2 separate regions of the Sus scrofa genome follow, and region 2 is linked to region 1. Evidence: chromatin contacts called from public HiChIP or PLAC-seq data. All regions are on one chromosome and are shown on one strand. The core of a region is the stretch at or near the end of the contact, and the rest is flanking DNA. Distances in the headings are between cores, read along the strand shown. Region 1 overlaps FLT1 (vascular endothelial growth factor receptor 1). Region 2 overlaps LOC110255799 (a long non-coding RNA gene).

Region 1 (4,975 bases), core at 1,157-3,656:
CTCTGCCCCCCCGAGGGCCTCCCCAAGCTGTGGATGGTCACACAAGAGACAAGGGAGTCTGATTAAAGGAGACGAAGGAGAAAGGGCAAGGGTTGATGCTGCTGAGCGAATGAGGTGGGGACACGGAGGCTGCAAATGTCAGCCTCGGTGCCTGGGTCTGGGCACGTGGCATGATGAATTCACTTAGAATTCAAGGCAGTTCAGAGTTTTTTGTTTGTTTGTTTTAAGAGCTTATTTTATAGATGAGAAACTGAAGCTCAAAGGTAACTATCCTTCACCTCACAGCTAGATAACAGTCAGCCCAGGACTAGACCCAGTCTTGAATTTCTGGGGGTTTTATTGCTGTATTATTCTTACGTCCACTATTGAGGCCCTGTGGTGACTCTGCACTGAGTCACCTGTGAGGACACTGCATTGAGTCCTTGTGGGAGGTGCTTATCATCTGGCTGAATAAAGGAGCCAACCCAACCAGGAGGGGTTTAGTGGGCGGCAGGTGATGAGGAAGCACCCTGGGGGGAGGGGGAGACCCGAGTCCCGAAGCTGATGGGAAGGTACGAAGCTCGAGTGGGAAGGGAGCAGCACAGGTGAGATGGTGACCCAGGGGTGGAAGTGGACAGGCCTGGAGCGTCAGCGGCTGGCTTGCAGGGTTGAGGGAAGAGAAAACCAAACCTGCCAAGGTAGGTTTGGACCCGACCTGGAATTTTTTGACTTGGGGGTTGCCTGGTCCACCCAGCCAGTCATGTGGCTCCAGCTCCCTGGCCTGGCCCCGTGCTCTCTGTTCCACCATAGCCCCCCTCCACCTCCTTACAGAGAGATGGGTTTGTACAGACTTGGCGGTGCGGTCTTACTCCCGCCCTCACCTGCTCGTGGCCTTGGAAGCTCTGCCTTCCGTGTCTGAAGACCAACGACTTGGGCTTGCCCTCGGGCTTTTTAAAAAGTTACACGGGTGCTGATTCTCCCATTTGTCTTAGCCCTTCCGTCTTCCCTATGCCTGTCCTCATCATGAAAAACTCTCAGGTGGCCATGGGTTGCTGCCTTATTGAGAAATTCTCTTTGTGAGCGTGAGAGGGTCTTTGCGTCCATCAGGTGAGGAAAATAAATGGGGATACTGAGAAACTACTTAGAGCCAAAGAGAAATGGATGGCCAGTCGAGGACGCTATTGCTGGGGGCTTCTGTTTTTATTTTCCTTGGAGCGGAAAGGTATTAAGCATCTGTCTGTAGAGTGCGTGCTGAACATGTGCTTCTGTGTATTATCTCATTTAATTCTTAGAGACTCCGCACGAGGTGGGACTGTGGTTACTCCCGTTTGCTCAGTGAGGCACAGAGTTCCAAGGACCTTGTTAGGGACCCAGGCCCAGCTGACATGTCCACGATAAAAGTTGGTCTTCTAGCACCTCCCTGAACCCAGGCACTAATCATTTATCACTAACGAGGCCTGGTGTGGTAACAACCACGGAGACATTAAAATAAGTAATTTTGGGTCAAAAGCTCATGATCCCGGAAGCACGTCTGTTTTGAGAAGCCTGTGTGGATGACATCAAGAGCCCAGTTTAAGAGGCATCAGGGTGCGGAAAGGCACTGAGGTCTAGGGGTTAAGGACAAGAGCTCTGGAGCCTGAACCCCCACTCCTGCCAGGTGCGTGGTTCTGGGCAAAGCCAACCACCTGTCTGGGTCTGCGTTTCCGAATCGTAACAGTAGAGACAAGAACACTGACCTCCGAAGGTCGTTCAGGGGAAAGAAACGAGATCGTGTCTATGTAGGGCTGAGCCTGTCTGTCTGCTGAAAGCTGTCCAGTCCCTCTCGGTTGCTCTGTGGCCACCCACTGCAAAGCTGCTTCTCTCCGGAGTGGCCTCAGGTCCAGAGGGGTATCCTGGGAAGGTGGCCAGCTGACAGTGCTCCGTGCTGTTGGCTTCGTGTTCTCCCCGGAAGCACACTTGCGTCTTTGGACGGATCTTCTGACCATGGTGATTTACATCAAACAAGTTAAGAGGGGCCCGGAAATAGCAGAATGTTCAGATGATTGAGGAAGTTAGAGGAGTTCTAATATCCCAGACCTGCTTGCGTTTGTGAATTCTGCCTCAGCTGTTCAAACGCTCATGGACCCAAGTCCCCTCCTGCCGACAGCTGTAGTGCGTGGGCTCTTGACGTATTACTTGCTTGTGCTGAATTGTCTTCGGATATGTTTCCACGTATTTGACGTGTCTCTTCACTAAACATATCCTTAATACCAGAAGAACCTAAATCTTGCACTCCCAGAGGGCATGATTTTTACTTCTGGAAGATGTGTGGACAAAATTAATTCCGATCTGAATAAAGTGGCCTGTCCGAGTAGAAAGGGGAAGAGCACTGCCGGCGATGCTTCTCCACGTAGCAGCATCGCGGTGTGAGCTGACACTGTCCACCCACCCTCAGCCTGTCAGAGGCTGATGCTGCTGTGATGGGTTCATCCAGGTCGCAGTCAGGTCCCTGTGTCATTCGTACGCCTCCAGGGGGCGGGGCAGCCCTGATGGTGGTGACTCAGTGCTTGGCGGAGGGGGGAGGTGCGCGGTCACTGGAGGGTCAGTAGTGCCCCCGTTTCAGCACGTATGAGCTACGTGATGGATGGCGGGGCTGACACCCACCTCAGGTCGAGGCCACGTCTAGGCAGCCCGTCATCAGGGTTCACTCCGCTCGTCGGGCTGTCACCCGAGCAAGGCCGTGCGTGCTCTTCCACTGTTCCCCAGGTAGGGGGGCTAAACCCTGAGGTTCTGATGATAAATAAGACATCATCCCTGCTCTGAAGTAGCCCTCAGTCTGGCCAGATAAGGGTAGCTGATGAATGACCGGTCGGCTGTGTACCAGGCACTGTGCCGAGCTGTTACACAAATTAACCCACTTATTATCACCCTCCTGTGTGCTGATGCCAAAGGATCTTCTCTAAATTCTCTCCCTCCTGCCTGTTTTTTTAACCTCGGTAAGAAAGCTAGTGGCTAGTGGTGTGGGGTTGCTTCTTGCAAGCTGGACATCTGTGCCCAAAGAATTTGAGGTGCTTTGCAGAAAGTACCACTCATTAATGATTTAGCAGATCTGGATGAACATGGATGAGACTAGGATGGCGATGCGGCCCACGTCCTCAACGTGCCAGTTGTCTGCACCAAAAAAGAGAAAAGGAAATAAATGGATGTTTGCAAGGGGAAGGGCCCATAAGATAAAAGCAGAGCAAGAGCAGTCCGACGTTTTAGGGAACTGAGGTCCAAGAAAAATGACTTTTCGTCTCCTATTCTGTGGGCTGTAGGAAGGGAACTCAGCCCGATTTCTACTACAGAGAGTGTCACAGGCCTGGGGACCATAAACTCCCTCCGTGGAAACCGGTGCTGTGACACCACAGCGGAATTTATTAAAAGTGACTCTGGGGGCTGACAGGACACAGTGCTTTTCAGAGTAAGGAACCAAAACGACCGCACGTCCTCTGAGCAATTTCCTACGACAGTGATTCTCCCAACCTTGCCATCCCGCTGTTACATAACCGGAACGTTGCAACACCATGGGCTGAGCTCCCATCTGACCAGCTCTAGAATTCCCGCTAAATGTGGTTCTCCTCCCCCACCCCCCGAAGGCCTGCGGGACATTTCGGTCCTGACTGCTGTACAATCAGTGTGAGGACAGAATGTGACCGTAGCTACAAATATTGTTCCCTGAGTGATTAGAGCTAATACCTTGAGATGCCTTGAATGTTATTTATGGCCACTCCTGCATTTCCCAATCAAATGGGGTAACCAATAAAGATTTTTTTGTTTATTAAATTACCCTCCCTCCGCTGACTGGTCTTTTACTAGGAAGAAAAATGAATGAGAAGAGATGGCCTCTCTGAGGTTCCTGGCTGGGTGTAACCGAGTTTGTATCCACCCTCTGGCCTCACAGTCACCCCGGTGTAGGGCTGTCAGCATGCCTAGAACCCTGCCTCAGATTCCATGAGAGAGACAGAGAGAGTCAGTCAGGAGTGGGGGGATGACTGGAGCTCTTGGGGGAGGCGAGCAGGGGACAGAGGAGGAAGGAAGGCAGAGGCTGGGAAGACAGGCCTCGTTCTGAGTGTGAATGGACCATGGGGCCCTTGAGAGCAGGAAGCAGTGCAGGCCAAGCCGCGCACGGAAAAGCTCTTATCTCAAGAGAGGTGGCCAGGACGCTGGATCACCTCCACCATTGTCCCCGGAGCTGACCCACAGCCTTCGGCCCCGAGAAGCCGCTCCACTTCCCCCGATCCATTCAGACCAGAAGTAACTTGCAGTGTGGCCTCCAAAGCGGCACAGGGTCTCTCGAGGCACAAGCAGAGTCACTCCCCCAGCGTCCCTGCCCCAGCCTGACCCCGGGACCACCCCCAAAGGCCCAGGCCCTTTTCCTGGAGCAGAAGCAGCAGGAACCCTTCTGTCTAAACACTCCTTCCCAGCCTCTGCCGTTCTCCGCCAGCATCCTCTCCTCTATATTGTTTGATTTGTTTTAAGAGAACGTGAGAGAAGGGAAAAGATAGCACTTGCAGATTCTATTAATCTGATGGCTTGGACACACTATCTCTAATGTTTTGACACAACACCGGCAGTGGCGGAGGGAAGTTTACACGAGGCCCTGCGGCAGGACCAGGATGGCGCGCCGTGATGGGGAGCCGGCCCGGGCATGGCCTCTGGCTGGGTTCCAGGTGGTCTTTTTTCCCATTTTTTTTTTCAAAGACATTTTTCCGCCTTGATTTGCTCTTTATCACCCCTCTACCCCGGTGATCCCTACGTAGCCTCAGTGTTGTTTACAAACAGGTTCTAATCCCAGTGCGCGCGTGCGGTCAAAGCCCATCCGACACGCAGGGTCCAACACGTGGTCTGTTTTCATCGTCCAGAAAGAGACAGACCACAGAGGAAGGTGATTCTGTGTCTTGGGACTTTGTAGAGCCTTCTAGAGCCCCTCCCCCCCAATAAATGTGCTTTGAACGATGCATTCATCTAAACCATC
Region 2 (5,141 bases), core at 1,418-3,917, 210 kb before region 1:
AGCCTGAAGCCTGTCCACTGAGGAGCGTTCTAAGAACTTCCAGATCATTCCATGGAACTACAGCAGAAAGGACCCGAGGTGAGAAGAGGTAATGTGCCATCTTTTAGGTTCCTTGTTACTGGTTTAAGGTCTTAGACATGCATCCTTCCTTATTGTAGCAATAGCTATCATGTCAATACCAGGCCCCGTGCATTTGATTCTGTGTTCAAACCTTTCAGGTTAAATACTATTAATATTTGCCATTTGGCAAATGGGCAGATTAAGTCTTGGAAACCCTCAGTGACTGGCCAGATCACACAAGTCAGTGAATCCGTCAGGTTCTAAAGCTCAAGCTCTGAACTATTTTGCTTTATTTACTTCTTGGGCTAAAAAATTCAGCATCAATGTGGTGAAAAGCCAGAAATCACAATCTAACCACATGCAAAACATTTGCTGAAAGCTTTCATTAAAAATAGCCAACAGGAGCTCCCATCACAGCGCAGGGGAAACTAGGAACCATGAGGGTGTGGGTTCAATCCCTGGCCTCACTCAGTGGGTTAAGGATCCAGCATTGCCATGAGCTGTGGTGTAGGTCACAGACGCAGCTCGGATCTGGTGTTGCTGTGGCTGTGGCATAGGCCAGCAGCTGTAGCTCCAATTGGACCCCTAGCCTGGGAACCTCCATACGTGGTGGGTGCAGCCCTAAAAAGCAAAAAAAAAAAAGTCCCACCTATTGTGAAGCTGTTTGGAGGGGACATATACAAAATAAATGAAAAGAACTGTTGTTTTTCTTGAATAGTATTCTTGTAGGGCTTATGTGATAACTGCAAACTGGAAACGACTGGATATTGCACCAAGTTGCTGGGGCTGATTACAACGGCCCCATAAAAGGAAGGACCATCATTGTACAAACCTGTCTCTTCCAGGCCACCACCAATTGAACTGAAGATGTATTTCCATCATATCCTATTCTGACATGTCAGCCCCTAACCGACTTAACTAGCTAATATCACTAACTTAAAACCCAAATCAGTAGGTACTTAGGGAAAAAAGGGTTTTCACTGCTCTAAAAACACATTCCTTCCCTTTGTTTGTTTGTTTGTTTTTTAGGGGCGCACCCACTGCATATGGAGCTTCCCAGGCTAGGGGTCGAATTGGAGCTGTAGTTGACAGCCTACGCCACAGCCACAGCAATGCGTGGTCCGAGCTGCGCCTGCAACCGACAGCACAGCTCATGGCCAGATCCTTAACCAGTGAGCAAGGCCAGGGATCGAACCTGCAACCTCTTTGTTCCTAGTCGGGTTCGTTTCCTCTGAGCCACGACAGGAACTCCATCCTTCCCTTCTTTATTAAAGGTAGTGTTAAATCGGCACAGTGTGAGAGCCGCCCTGAACTCGGAAGCACTTGCATCCGAGATGGACGCAGAAGCCCAGGCAGCTCTAGTTCCTGTTCGGGGCTGCACTGGTTATATACGGCCCATACACAAAGGAAAGGCCCCAGTACTGCCTCTTTCATCCGTAATTTTAAGTAAGATTGAAAGACATGCCCCAAAATGCCATTGGCTTGATTCATGTACTGTCTTCAGTCAAATCTCAACATTCCATTCCAAACACGAAATATATGTTTTTAATGTAAATAAGTAAACTTTCCAGCTCTGAATACGAGGGGGTGGGAAGCCTTTATCTTGGCGGGGGTTGGGCAGTGCAGCCGTCTAACCTCCTTCAAGTAGCCTTCGAATCCCTTAAAGTGAAAGTGCTTGTTATTTGTCTTTAGCAAATAAAACAAACAGCACTCTTTGATCTTTAGGAAGCTCTTTCTTGTTCAAGTAACATTCTGTCTGACTTTTATGTTTCAGCATTGTATATTTAATTATTTTTTAAAGTTTTGTTTTCAATGATTACACTTTTTCATAACTTAGGATAAACACAGGCATGCTTTGTTAAAGATTAAAAATAAATCTCACGAAACTGCAAAAGGTGGCAAAGATAATACCACATGGGGTCGGTATGTTCCAAAACACGATTCTCAGGGGACCCCCTCTAAACACACTGCTTCATTAGAATTCTTGTTCTGAAAAGTTTCAGGAAGCCCCTGACTCTAACCCACCCTTTCCTGAAACTGGTGAAAGTAGGAAAAAAAATTTCCCCTGCAGTGAAAAATAGAAGAATCTCTACACATCAGGGAGGCATGTTGTGTCTTTTTTTAGATTGTTCCTTGGTGCAAAAATACCTTGCTGCTAACTTTATCATGTCCTTCAAACAGGGAACACACTGGGATAGCAATCACAAAAACAAGTGTGTTTACATCATTCAGTAGATATGTTATCAAAGGACGGCTTTTAATTCGACTTGAGAGTAATTTCTAGAGCTTAGTACATTGAAAACAGCATCTCACTGCAACCTATTCAATATTGACTGTGACCGTTTATAAATACGGGAACTTTTGGAAATAGCAAGATAGAGATAGAAACAGATTTTTCCTTGGCGACTCATTTTGCAGCCCTTTCAGACGTATCTTTGAATGTTCACTTGTTCTTCCACTTTACTCCTCCTATTGCATTTCCTTTATTCTTTCTGAAACATTTCCTCTTTCTGCGGTTGGGAGAGCGGTGGGCCCTCAGGGGTCTGGGACGAGGCCGTCTGAAATGCTAGTGCAGTTCTTGAAGCAGACGGTAGGTGGCGATGAAAAGCCGTGCCTCTCTGCCAGCCGTCCTTTCTGGAAGTCCCAAATCAGAAGTGTGAAAAGTCAGAGCTAAGAGGACAGGGGAGAGAGCAGACGGGAACCAGAAAATGTGGGTGCTGCGCCTCCGGGAGACACCCACGTTTACGACTAGGATCCAGCTTCCTTACTTTCAGATGGGAAACGAGTCTACTGCAGCTGAAGAAATTAAATATGTAGACGCAATGATATCTAAATGAGGGTTCCACTTACTCAGTGCTCCTGATTTTGCACATTCTAACATGCCAGTGCCATTTGCTAAAACAACAAAAATGCACACATGTGAATTCAATAAAGTATTAAAAAGTGGGTTTTTTTTTTTTTTTTTAAGTTTAGAATTACAGGAGTCTTTTACAGACCTTTCATAACGTCAGATTCCTGGAAGGAAAATCTTTTCCATAAGGAATAATGAAATAGAAAGGTTTTCTAGAGTTTCTCTAAGAGAACAGGGAATGAATTGCCCAAAGATGTCAAGCGGAGCCATAGCTATGGTCCGTAGCTCGGAGTGGAATGTGATCGGCCATCGGAAAGGAATGCAGTCTGTGTTCGCTGGAATGAAGTGGGCTTTATGAGTTATTCTTTCCCAGGACCAAAAATTGACAATCGGTTGGCCTAAATGAAAGTGTTGCTCTTTGGACAGAGTTGTGGGAATTAGGAGAGAGACTTAGACAGCTACAAGTTCAAGCACATTGCTGCCCTGGCACTGGGCCCACTGCAGTCTGAGTAAAATAGAGCTAAAAGCCAATTAATGGAGGGTTAACTCTTCCTTAAAACCTGGAACTATATCATCTTGCAATTAGAGATCCTGTGTTCTGACCACTCTCCAGAAGGAAGTATCGCCGGCGGGACATCTTTGAGAGGCGACTTCCAGACATCTTCTGGAACACTCTGAAGCAAGAGCGCCAGCAGCCTTTCAGAAGACCCCATTCCATCCCTGCGCCCTCGATTTCAGCATTTCTTCAACTGTATGGAACACACAGACATACTCTTGGAGGCCTCAGAGTTCTAAAAACGATCTGCAAATTTTTGTCTTTTCCTTGGGATCGCCATCCAAAAGGAAGTGATACGTGCGCCTCCTCCGGTGACGCGTTTCTTTTTTAATTAGTACACTTTATGTGGACGAGTGGTTTGAGGTTTACAGAGAAACTGAGTGAAAAGTGTAAACTCACCTTCCAGCCCTGACTCCTCCACCTCCAGTTCCCACGATTAACAGCTTCCGTCCGGGTGGCGTATTCGTCACAGTTGAGGAGCCCATAGTAATACATTCTTATTCATTAAAGCCCATACTTGGCACTAGGGTTCATTCTCTGCGTTATACATCCTAGGAGTTTTGACAAATGCAATGACTCCTTTTTGTCCGAGGACCACCAGAGAGATTTTCAGTCTTACCTTGCTTTTGTGTTTCGAGACCGGTTCCGCTTTAATTGTCCCGGATGAGTAAGACAGGAACAGAGTTGGACTTAATAGGCAACACGTGATGTCAGTTTTAGTGATGGAAACTCACACGCCTCAGACATGAAGGTTTGTCTGTGGTTCAGAAGAAGAAACGGTTTGCTTGGAGTTACCCCAAGACGTGCTGTGGTCCGCCCTCCCCAAGGCAGACGCCGTCATCGCTGCCGTGTTCACATCCTGAAAGGTGATGTTTGTTTCAGCAAATAGTATTTCTCACATTAATATAAGGCTATTGCAATATCGCTGACTTTGTAGTTTGCATTTGCCTTTGCATTTGGAGGCGTAGTTTAATTTGTAAGTTTGCACCACTGTGAGTATAGGGACTTTATACCTAGTCATATGCCCATAATTAAGAAATGCTTTAGAGAAAATATTTGTACATGATATGACTGATAGGAGGGGACTATCCAAAATATGTAACAGCTCATACAACTCAGTATCAAAAAAAAAAAACAAACAAAACACAATTAAACGTGGGCAGAAGACCTTGATAGATGTTTTTCTAGAGAAGACAGGCAGAAGGCCAACAGCCACATGAAAAAATGGTCACTATAATTACACCAGAGAAATGTGAGTCAAAGTCGCCATGAGAACACCTCACAGCTGTCAGAATGGCTACCATCAAAAAGACCACACATAACAAACGTTGGCAAGGATGTGGCGAAAAGAAACACTTACACACTGCTGGTGGGCGTGTAAACTAGTGCAGTCACTGTGGACGTCAATGTGGGGGTTCCTCCAAAACTAAAAGTAGAACTACCACATGATTCCGCAATTCCACTCCTGAGTGTGTGTCCCAAGACACTGAAAGCACTCATTTGAAAAGATGTGTGCACCCTGGTGTTTGCAGCAGCATTATTTATGGCAGCCAAGAGGCGGAAGCAAGCCAAGTGCCCATCCATGGATGAATGAAGAAAATGTGGTGTATATGTAGATATTCGTGTGTGTGCGTGTGCGTGTGCGTGCCATACAAAGAAGGAGATTCTGCCATT

The links. HiChIP or PLAC-seq counts read pairs in DNA pulled down with a chosen protein or histone mark.
Region 2: a contact with region 1 is called in an H3K27ac HiChIP or PLAC-seq map of alveolar macrophages, with 4 times the contacts expected there. The contact joins two enhancer-like sites. A contact is called at or near these places in 1 of 47 Hi-C or Micro-C datasets (heart right ventricle) and 1 of 2 datasets of contacts at active chromatin or transcription factors (alveolar macrophages).

Annotation. Positions count from the first base shown.
Region 1 is chr11:5,717,197-5,722,171 of Sscrofa11.1, reverse strand. All of the region lies in intron 10 of FLT1 (vascular endothelial growth factor receptor 1), which reads left to right. Among named protein-coding and RNA genes, the nearest start is that of FLT1, 77 kb to the left of the region's middle. Within about 2 kb of position 2,406, at least 3 of the 83 cell types and tissues checked have an H3K27ac peak or open chromatin away from gene starts, as enhancers often do. A contact at or near this core is called in alveolar macrophages, where this site is marked.
Region 2 is chr11:5,927,252-5,932,392 of Sscrofa11.1, reverse strand. LOC110255799 (a long non-coding RNA gene) reads left to right here. Exons shown (of 4, transcript XR_002336639.1): 3 at 1-78; 4 at 3,034-5,141. Among named protein-coding and RNA genes, the nearest start is that of POMP, 24 kb to the left of the region's middle. Within about 2 kb of position 2,667, at least 5 of the 83 cell types and tissues checked have an H3K27ac peak or open chromatin away from gene starts, as enhancers often do. A contact at or near this core is called in alveolar macrophages, where this site is marked.